Linked DNA regions of Hordeum vulgare: region 2 is linked to region 1. The links are chromatin contacts, called in public Hi-C maps. All regions are on one chromosome and are shown on one strand. Each heading gives the region's core, a stretch centred on a gene start, on an enhancer-like site or on the middle of the called end of the contact. The rest is flanking DNA. Distances are from core to core; before and after follow the strand shown.

Region 1 (5,646 bases), core at 2,432-4,931:
GTTGTCAAGACATGCAGTTTCCTTGATCTTCTCCTCCAACTCTTGGTGCTCCTTTATGACCTCCATATTTGCAGCACTGGTACTTTGCTCCACAGCCTTGTCAACAGAAGCAGAAAGCTTCATTCCAGGGGTCTTCCTGCTGGCACCAGTAGCTTGTACTGAAGAGGTACACGAACTCTTGCATGGGGCCTTTTTCTTAGCTCGATAAGTTGGTCTATTGCTTGGGCCATTGTTTTTAGCTTCACCAGACAGCATCTTGCTGGGAATGGGATGATTAGCTTCTTTCAACACCTCCTTAGGCGTCACAGCAGTGATTGTTTGATTCCTGCTTGGGTAGTTACCCTCTTCAGCTGCTACTTCACTGTCAGTATTGCAGAGCAATTTCTTTCTCGGGGAGTTGCTATGTTCCTCCTCACCCTGCTTTCTAGTCGTTGTAAGGCTCTTTCTTGGGGAGTTGATATGATCTTTAGGCAAATCCTGAAGTTGAAGACGAAGCATCATGCTCGAGATGTTGTTCACCTCTTCACACAATCCATGTTTAGCAGGGTAACTGCTTGGATCACTTCCTTGCTCTTCAGCAGCGGTTCTCAGGTTCATGCTCAGGGTATTGACATTTGCCTCATCCAGTAGTTTGTTGCCTGAGGTATCGCTCTCAGATTCAGCAGACAGTGTCTTGCTAAGGGCGTTGTTATTGACCCCATTACAGTGTCCCACTCTTGGGGAGTGGCTGCTTGCCTCACCATGTGCTGGAGTGGTAATCAGATTCTTGCCTGGGTTGTCAGTAATCAGTTTGTTGTCCTCAGGATACTGTTTCATGGCTTCCAACTCTGCAGCACTCTTACTTTGGTTAACAGCGTGGCCATCAGAAGTGGAAAGCTTCATTCCAGATGTATTCTGGCTGGTGCGGGTAGCCTGCACTGCAGAGGTGCGCGGCTTCTTGCGTGGGGTGATTTTCTTAGCTAGATCAGTTGATCTATTGCTTGGGGCCTTGTTTCTAGCCGCATCAGAAAGCTTCTTGTTGGGAATGGTGGGGTTAGCATTTTCAAACATCTCACGCTCTATAGCAGTGGTTGACAGGGTCCTGTTTGGGTTGCTCTTAACCTCTGTAGCTTGGTGAGAGAGGTTGTCAAGATTGACAAGAAATACAGTTCGCTTGATCTTCTCCTCAAACTCTTGATACTCCTTTGTGACCTCCGTGTTTGCAGCATTGGTATTTTGCTCCACAGCCTGGCAAACGGAAGCAGAAAGCTTCATATCCGGGGTGCTCCGACTGGTACCAGTAGCCTGTACTGAAGAGGTAGGCAGCCTCTTGTGTGGAGAAATTTGTTTGGCTGGATCAGTTGGTGAATTGCTTGGGCCATTGCTTTCGAGCTTCTTGGTGGGAATGGGGTGGCGAGCTTCTTCAACCACATCCTCGTACTTTGCAGCGGTGATTGTCAGATTCCCGCTTCTGTTGTTACCCTCTTCATCTTCTTCTTTGTTGTCAGTATCATAGCACAGTTTCCTTCTTGAGGAGTTGTTGTGTTCCTCATCATCCTGCATTCTGGGGGTTATATCGTTCTTGCTTGGGCTGTTGCCTATATGATCTTCAGGTAATTCCTGAACTGGTAGAGGAAGTATCATGCTCAAGATATTGTTGTTGGCCTCTTCACACGGTCCCTGTTTAGCAGCATGGCAGTTTGCATCGCTTGCTTGCTCTTCATCATCTACTCTTAGGTTCTTGCTCAGGGTGCTGTAAGTTGCCTCATCTGGGTGGTTGTGGCCTGAGGTATCGCTCTCAGATTCAGCAGGCAGTGTCTTGCTCAGGGTGTTGCTACTGTTCTCATTACACAGTCCCATTCTTGGGGAGTGGCTGCTTGCCTCACCCTGTACTGGAGTAGTTATCAGATTCTTGCCTGGTCGAGGAAGTATCATGCTCAAGATATTGTTGTTGGCCTCTTCATACGGTCCTTGTTTAGCAGCATCACAGTTTGCATCACTTCCTTGCTCTTCATCATCAACTCTTAGGTTCTTGCTCAGGGTGCTGAAAGTTGCCTCATCTGGTTGTTTGTGGCCTGAGGTGTCGCTCTCAGGTTCAGCAGACAGTGTCTTGCTCAGGGTATTGCTACCGCCCTCATTACACAGTCCCATTGTTGGGGAGTGGCTGCTTGCATCACCCTGTACTGGAGCAGTTATCAGATTCTTGCCTGGGCTGTCAGTACTCATTTCAGGTACTTCATTACCCCTGGTTTTGTTAATCCTAGGTACTTTCTTGCTCAGGGTGAGGGAGGCATCAGGTAACTTCTTCCTGGGTGGTAAACGTATACGTATGATGTTCCACGGACGGTCTGCTTTCGTATCATCAGTTTCGTTGCTGATATCAGCAGCCTGGTTTTCTGAGGCAGACATCCCTTGACACACGACACACGCAAAAATCCTGCAGGTTGTGAATCAAATGGCATGATGAGAATGAATAAGAAAAGTGCTTATAACATCATATGCTGACCATTAGAAATAGAAATTCATTTGAGAGAAGAACATCACATGCTGAAGTTAATAAGGTCCCAGTTGGTTCACCAAATTTAGCATAATGTCAGACTTAATTCACGCTACAATGTAACTGGCCTAACATAGTACTCCCTCTGCATAGATGTAGCCTTGGTTTGCAAACAAACTGCATTAAAACGTCCATGCTAGATGCTAGCCATAGACCAAATCCTAGATGCTTCCAACAGTGTCCCTAAATCAATTTGGTGACCTGACACATCTTACACAAACACAGAAACGCGGATTCATCATTTCACAGAAAATGCTGACACAAGCTGCGGTTATATATACACAATAAATACATAAGAATGCATATACAATAATATATTTTCAAGTATGTGCTTATGCTAAACGAAGATACAATGAGCCAAAAACATAGAAATTGATCCTTAAACAATCCAGAAGGAGGAGAGGAGAAGGAACTGAACAGGGTATGATGGGCAAACCCCAGGCCAGAAGCTATGTGCTTATAAGTTATAACTATCCAAAAACATCTCTTGTGAAAGCATACAAACATATGGCCCGGTTGCACAATAAAAATGTAGAATTTGAACTCAATTTTAACGATCCAATAAGTTAGATAAAAGTCGAAGAAAACTACAAAAGTTAATACAAAAGAGCACAAAATCGATAGTTTGGTTCATCTGCTCCTCCCACAACATCAACTGAGATAGTTAATCACTGAACCAACACCTTCAAGGCATGAAAACATGGGAACATTTCTTCATCTTCTGTTCTAAACATGAAACTGGTGATAAAATGCATCAGTTTGAGGATTCAATTCAGCGCATGTACAAAAGAAAAATTAGAAATTATACCTAACACAACACACGTACAGACAGCCACACGTCTGCGCTTAGAAGTGGGGCGAGCAGCGAACTCGATCAGCAGCTTCGCTCGGCGGCGCACCACCAGAGGGTGGAAGAGGGTCCGGCGGTCTGGCTCGGAGGGGGGTGAGGGGAACGACGCGTCACAGCCGGTAGCCCGAAGGGAGAGGGGGGGGGGGGTCGAGGAGGAGCCCGACGGCGATCGTATGAGGCAGCGCCGGAGGACGGGTAGTCAACAGACGAGGGTGGGAGGGGTGCGGGCGACGCGGCAGCGCAGGCGGCGGACGGCCTGGGCGCAGGCGGTCGTGCCGCAGTTTGCTTCGCAAAGCGAAGAGGAATGCAGAGCAACGAAAGAAGAGGCGACGCGTGCGTGCGTGCGCCCGCCCGGGCCGTGCTGGCTGCCTTCGCAGTAGGCCTTAGTATTCAGATGGGCCCCTGGCCAATTCTCAAGCCGGGGAGTCACTAGCAAGCGCTCCTTCCGGAGCCTCTCGAAGAGCACTCACGCACCACTTGACGCGTTTTCAATCATCACCATGTGTTATGTTTTAAATGCTTTCTCGTAATTTTATTTTTTATTTTTTCACACGCGTTTTTGGTTTTTAATATTGTTTTTTTTCGGTTTTTCATCGGTCGTTCGTAGTTTTTTGACCAAATAATTAAAAAAAAATACGTTTTTTTCGAGAGGCATGATTTTACTTTCGCGAGAGGCATGTGTTTTGCTCCTCCGTATGTTTTTGACGAAAAATGTGTTTTCTGCTTTTTTTGGTGAGAGGCACGGTTTTCTTTCCGCGTGAGGCACGGCCGTGCCTCTCGAAAAGGGAAAAAACACGGGTTTTTTGTAAGAAGCACGGTTTTGCTTTCGCGAGAGGTACGGTTTTAATTTCGCGAGAGGCACGGCTAAGAGGTACGGTTTTGCTTCCGTGAGAGGCACGATTTTACCTTTGTGACAGGCACGTTCGTACCTTTCGGAAAGGGAAAAGTGCGTTTTTTTTGAGAAAGACACGATTTTGCTTCCGTGAGAGGCACGATTTTGTCTTCGTGAGAGGCACGGAAATGCGAAAAAATGTGTTTTTTGTTTTTCTCTATCACGGGAGACATGGTTTTTTGGTCCGGTTTTTTTATTGAAAAAAAGTTCTTTAAAACCTATCAATATATGATCTAGCTTTGAAGATCTTGACGCGAGAAATCCAATGATGAAAACGGTTTGAGATTTGGACGCACAGGTTAGGAGATAAAACGTTTTGAAAAAACAAATCTACGAAAAAAGAAAACTCCCAGGTTATGACAAGTGGCATACATGCAATGCGCCACTTGTTGTGACCTAGGGGTTGGAGTGATCTTTTAAAGGAGTACTCGCTAATTAGTGATTTCGGGCCCCACGCCGCGGCCCTAGGTGCCTAGGCCCAGCTCCGTCCTGTCGGCGGGGCAATGACGACGAATTCAGAAACACTCTTCGTCGCTCTGTGCGTAGCGTGTCGGGGCTTCTCACAGAGCGGGAGAGGGATCACTTTCAAATGAACTGACCCGTTAGCGGAGATTGCAGTGCCTTGGTTTTGGGAACATTCTAGAGGTTGGAGCCGGTTTTTTCCGATTTTGGGAAACTTCCTGAACCGTTTTTTTTTTCTTTTCATTTTTCTTCATTCTTTTCTGTTTCTTTTTTATTTTCTGTTTCAAAAAATGTTCTTGATTTTAAAAAAATGCTTTTGAATTTTATAAAAAATTCTTGATTTCATAAAAATGTTCCTTATTTTCCAAAAACTGTACTCGGTTTCAGAATTTGTTCTTAAGATTCAAATTTGTTCTCAGTTTCAAAAATAAAATTAAGACTCCAAAATTGTTCATGATTTAAAAAATTGTTTGTGCTTTCAAATTTGTTCAGTATTTTTCAAAATTGTTCTTGGTTTAAAATTTTCTTCACGAAATTTAAAAAATGTTCGTGTTTTCAAAAAAATCGTGCTTCCAAATTTGTTTGGATTTTTTCAAATTTATTCTCAGTTTCAAATTTTGTTCTCAAGATTAAAAAAATTGTCGTGCTTTAAAAAATTGTTCACGCTTCCAATTTTTCTTATAATTTTAAAAAGTATTTTTGGTTTCAAAATTTGTTTTCAAAATTCAAATCTGTTTGTGCTTTGAAAATTTGTTTGCGCTTTCAAATTTGTTCAGGGTTTTTAGAAATTGTTCTCCTTTTCAAAATTATGTTCTCAAAATTAAAAAAAATGTGCTTTAAAAAATTGTTTATGTTTTTTCGAAATTGTTCTCGGTTTCAAAATTTGTCCTCAAAATTCAAAAAATG
Region 2 (5,307 bases), core at 2,793-5,292, 540 kb after region 1:
GCGTTTACGATGTCTTCCAAGATTTAACGAGCAAATTACAAAGGATGCGCTTTCAAGGGAATCATAACCGGGGAAACGACACAACCTAATCGATCCCACGGACAAAACACGCATGATGCCGTCTCGCGCACCCGCTTGGAGACGAGCAGAGACCAGAACCCGTCCAGAAGCAGCGTGCATTTCTGCCCGAATATCCAGAGCACGCACGCAGGCAGCTGTTGCTGTCGCGGGTAGTCGTTTCTCCCTACTCACTGGGATATTCCCCGCAATCCCCCGGAGACGCCAGCCCAAACAAATCAAACATGCGCTCCCTTGTTTAACCTTCCGCCGCCCCCGCGCTGCAAGCGACAAGCCAATGAAGAGGAGGAGCGCCGCGCGCGACAAACATACGCCAACACGCGGCCCGACGGGGACGGATCCGGATTTGGAGAGATCTCGCGTGACACCCCAAACCTAAACAAGACTTGTTGTTTAGCCGGCGAGGCGATGCCGGGTGGACAATCGCTGCCCATTGGCTCGTTGACATGACAGCCGCTCCATCCACCCGCCAAAACGGAATCTCACCCCCGGCGAGACGAGGGGTGGACTCTACAGGCTGGCCGCGACGTGACCCGGGTTTTGTCCCTCCCTCCGTTGGATCCAACGGAGAGGAGATGTTGACCTGTAAACGCTGCGGAAAGTAAGCGGGGTTGGGTGGCGACGGCAATGGAATACTACAACGAACGGGCCGGAACGGGATGCAATGCTGGATTGGCACAAGAGGGAGAGCGAACTAGCGAATATTTGCACAGCCGCCAGGGAGGGGTAAAGTAAACAAGTCCCATCAGGCAGCCAGCCTAGAGGGAGGAAACTCTTCTTCGCTGCTCCGTCCGACCGAACTCTAGAGCATCTTCTTCTTTGTTCGGATGGATGGAAATGTAAAGTGGTATCTATCCATGTAAAGTAGAGTATTCTTCCGGACAAGATATGGATTTGGAACATCTTGAACGCGTCAGGAAAAGATATTCGCGTGCGCTTTCACACCTTCTTTTGTTTCTCAAGTGCCGCCACCACCCGTTCATCAACAGGAATCAGTCCTGCCATCCTACCACGTACGGTCTTTGTGCCATATATATCAAGCTCAGCTCAGGAGCTGGAGCTGGAGCTTAGCTGATCCTCAAACGATGGTTTTTTTTTTCTTTCGTGATGAAGAACATTAGCTTAGGTTTGCTGTACTTGTTAAGAACGTTCTGATTCGATCTTTCCCGGAATTTTGTAAATTGCGCCTAGTGCCATTCGGCAGATTATTTTCGGGCAAGCTCAAGGATGTTCTGAGGCTGAATTATGGTGTCCATCGGTCTGAGGCTGAATTACAGTAGTTTTGTCACTACGGATCTTTATCCTATGTGTTCTTCAGTTGGTGCTAAGGAGTACTATGTCTCGCGGCCACAGGATCAAACGACCCACTGGGAATGCATGAAAGATGATTAGAAAGTCAAACCACATGCATGCCGTGGGCCATCTGGCCTCTCCATCTTATGTCTGTGATGATCTCTGTCGATCCATCTTCACTGTAGATGACGATTATATCTGACTAGTTAATGAACCTTGTGCTTGAGTACCGGAAGGCACAAATGGCAGCATGCATGTCAACAATGCCATCTGCCCAGCTGCAGATCTTTATTAGGTGTAGACTGACCACTTGACAGTTTGGTGAACCACTCCCGCATGCCTCTGATTGTCGTGTGCATACATATCCGGCCTTTCCACTGCAAATCCCTTCATTGTTTTATATAGGAAGGGATATGCTTTCCAACGTGTTGGAGTCGAAGCAAAATGTCAGTTGGACAGTCGGCCCTAGACTCGACGTGAGACGCCCATCGGAAAATGCTTGCACGATTTTGTTATGGTTGATTAGTCAACTCACCATATTAAATCTCATCACTACTGTACCAACCATGGTTAATTCATCATCTAAAAAACGGAGTATGGCAAATTAGTGAGCAAAGCTCGTGATGCAGTTAATTACTCCCTCTGGTCCTAAATATAAGTCTTTTAAGCGATTTTATTAAAGGACTACATACAGAGCAAAATGAATGAATCTACACTCTAAAGTATGTCTATATACATCTGTTTGTAGTCCTCTAATGGAATCTCTAAAAAGACTTATATTATGAAACGAAGGGAGTAATATTCATGCGTACGCCAGGATAAAATGATTCATGTGTATATGAACGTATACGTATGAATGTGATACATCAACTGTATATAACCTCTTTTAACTTGTATAAGTATACATGTATATATATCACTCAAGACATCTAGAGAAAAGAAACTAAGAATCAAACTTCTCTCTCTTTCCCAACAAGGAACCAAGAATAATCGCATGAAAACAAAGAGTCTATCACGATCTATGTACTGAATGAATGAATGGACGCATGTTTCACGGCTCGTTCTTGCCGACCGATCGCCGGCACGGTCGCCACGCACTGGCCGTGACGAGAGCCCTGTCCCGCCACCCCAGCGCCATGGCCTTGCCGTCGCCGGCCTCCATGACGCGGAACCCGCCGCCGCCGCACCCGCCGCTCTTCATCTTGAGCAGCAGCTTCGCCTGGCTCACCGTCCTCGAGCTCAGCCTCGCGTCCTCGAACCCCGCGCTCTCCAGCCTCTCCTTCCAACCGCGGCTGGTCTGGTTCTGGTCCGCCGCCCGATCGCCGTCGTGGCGCCGACGGTCCAGAGTGGCCATTGCGTCGCTGATCTCCACGCCGAGGTGGTCCTTCTCGATGGCGATCCTCTCAGCGCTGTCGGCCGGGAGGCACTCGTGCAGCGACTCGAACACCGCCGCGTAGTACCGGAGGTTGGCCGCGAACCGCGGGAGCAGGCTCGCGCTTCCGCCGCATCTTCCGGCGCCTTCGTCAACCTTGTCGATCAGGAACACCAGGGACGGGCTCAGAGACCAGATGTGAGCCAATGCGCTGCGCGGGTCCCATGAGCCCGCCCTCGCGTTCTGTGCGGCCGGGAACACCAGGTTGACGACCACCGTCGCGGCGGGGTCGGTCTTGATGCGGTCATGGCGGCCGTCGTCCTCCGGCCCGCTGTTGAGGACGCCCTCGAACTCGAACCGTAGGTTGGGGCAGCCGTCCGCGAACCGGGCGAGACGGGCCTCCGTGTCCCGCAGCTCGTCGGCGCTGGCGCCGAACCCGGTGATGCGGAGGGACACCGGCTCGTCGCAGGAGTCGCCGCTGTCGTCGTGGGAGGACAGGGAGGAGCTGGTGGCGGCGGCGTCGGAAAGGGACTGGATCAGGGACGGCCACTGGAAGCCGAAGGAGACGTCGAAGTCCACGACGTGGAGGCGCCGCGTGCCGCCGGCCTCGAACGCCTCCATGATGGCCTGGTTCGCCGTGAAGTGCGCGAACTGGTACAGCGGGGACGCCTGGTAGAACATGGTGAAGGCCAGGAACTGCTCTTGGCGAGTCGTCGCTTGCGCCGGCTGCGGCGACAGCAGGAGCCTCGACGCCAGCGCGTCCGCGAAGTAGGCGGCGACCCGCTGGACAGGGTCGCCGCCGCGGAAGGACGCGTGCCGGTAGACCTCCTGCAGGGCGACGGCCGCGGCGTGCGTGTCGCCGACCTCCCCGGCGACCGCCGACGAGAGGAGCAAGCGCATCAGCGGCGAGGCTCCGCAGCCACTCACATCCCCGTCGACGTCGTGGTCAAGCTCAACCTTCACCATGCGATCTCTGGCCTGGAGGAGCCTCATGACAGTGGCGCGATCACAGCCGTCAGCGGCGCCGAGGACGCCCACGTCGCCGACGCCGTCCATCACCTTGCGCTTCTTGGCCGCGGCGCCGCCACCATTGACGCCTAGACTCAACGTCAGGTTCATGTACACCCAAGCACCCAATTGATCTCTCCAGACTCTCGATCGATCGATTGTCTGTCCAAGAAGCTCAGAAGCTAGCGCGCGCGCGCGGCGATTAATGGAGATCGGCGAGGCGCGAGACGTACGTAGCGGCCGGGAGGGAGGGAGGCGGGGAATGGGTCACGGCGACGGGGAGGGGTATATATATATATACATATATACATATATATATATTATGTAAGCGACCAAAGGGAATCTAGATGTTCCGCGTGTACTACTAGCTTTGTTTGCAAGAAATGAAATGGCCGCCAATATGCTCCTCCCGTTTTGGCTGGTTCCCGGGCGCGCTGCCCTTGGATCCCAAGGATAGGATATGCCCGTGGAGTGCTCGCCTCACACCCCCCTTGTTTTATGCGCAAGGATCTATCTGCCAAGCGCCAACCTATCAATCATCTACCGGCTGCTAGTGCTACCAAGCTCCACCGCTAAGAGGAGAGCAAGACCCCATACATCTCTCGCTGAAATAAGCATTGTTCAAACACGGTGTAGGTGTTAGTTAACAATGTGTGTTTGACACAAGAGAACAGAGTGAGTGGACTAGTAGCTTGTGATGAATATACAATGGCGGTTTCAATGGTATCTCGCCCAGCAGTCCACACTACAAGATCCGATTTTACACTGCAATGCATGTATGGCTAACCAAATGGAGTACTATAGTAGCATATGGCTATGACAAGCCTCGATCGACGCCATTTTAATATGGTTAGGTGAAACAAAGATTGATGCCCAAGTCGATGAGGTCTATAGTTTATTTATAATAAGCAGCGTTCAAACTCGTGATTCTCTTGGAAGGTGCATGTGGGGCTAACATGGACTCGATCGAGCATCATCGTATACGTCAAGACGGTTTGGGGCATACGTTGTGTGGACTTGACTTGTTTGGACATGGAATCAGTAAAAGTCGTAGAATCTCATTCCCTCGAGAAAATGTAAAATTTGTGGAAAGGGGTTGCCTGGTTGGGGGCAAAGGTGAAAAAAGGGGGCTACGAGTGTGACGAAGATGCGAGGAAGAGCAGTCAGGAGTGGACCCTTACCCAAGGAGGAGTAAAGCGACCAGACACAAGATTTGGCCAGGAAAATGGGCCGGAGAAAAGGGAGGGCATCAACGACTGTCCCTGCTGACGAAGCCATGGCCCTACCATACACCCCTGAAGCTGCCTCCTGTCGCGCTGCCCTGCTTTCTAAAAACAATATGCCCCCCTAACAGAAACGCCACAGTTGTATCATTCCATTCCACTTCTTCTGCGTACATGAACACCCCAATATTAAATTAAACAAGTTGGAAGTTGCTAGAGAGTATTTCATTTCCAATGCACTTATCATCTTCACTGTAGCATGTAAGCATTGTGATATGAGTAATAAAGCATACACTTTTGTTCTGTAAAGATGTCAAGCCAATGCAATGTGGT

What was found. Hi-C and Micro-C count contacts between places; a contact is called where the count stands out from the background.
Region 2: a contact with region 1 is called in a Hi-C map of leaf, with 5 times the contacts expected there. The contact joins the promoter of LOC123426746 here to the promoter of LOC123426742 in region 1. A contact is called at or near these places in 3 of 6 Hi-C or Micro-C datasets (leaf and seedling) and 1 of 1 datasets of contacts at active chromatin or transcription factors (embryo).

What each region holds. Positions count from the first base shown.
Region 1 is chr2H:478,159,565-478,165,210 of MorexV3_pseudomolecules_assembly, forward strand. LOC123426742 reads right to left here and starts at 3,682. Exons shown (of 4, transcript XR_006622314.1): 1 at 3,345-3,682; 2 at 1-2,416.
Region 2 is chr2H:478,702,172-478,707,478 of MorexV3_pseudomolecules_assembly, forward strand. LOC123426746 (scarecrow-like protein 23) reads right to left here and starts at 4,043. Exons shown (of 1, transcript XM_045110626.1): 1 at 2,225-4,043. The coding sequence starts at 3,862. The coding sequence ends at 2,423. LOC123426744 (DExH-box ATP-dependent RNA helicase DExH7, chloroplastic-like) reads right to left here. Exons shown (of 35, transcript XM_045110624.1): 35 at 5,146-5,307.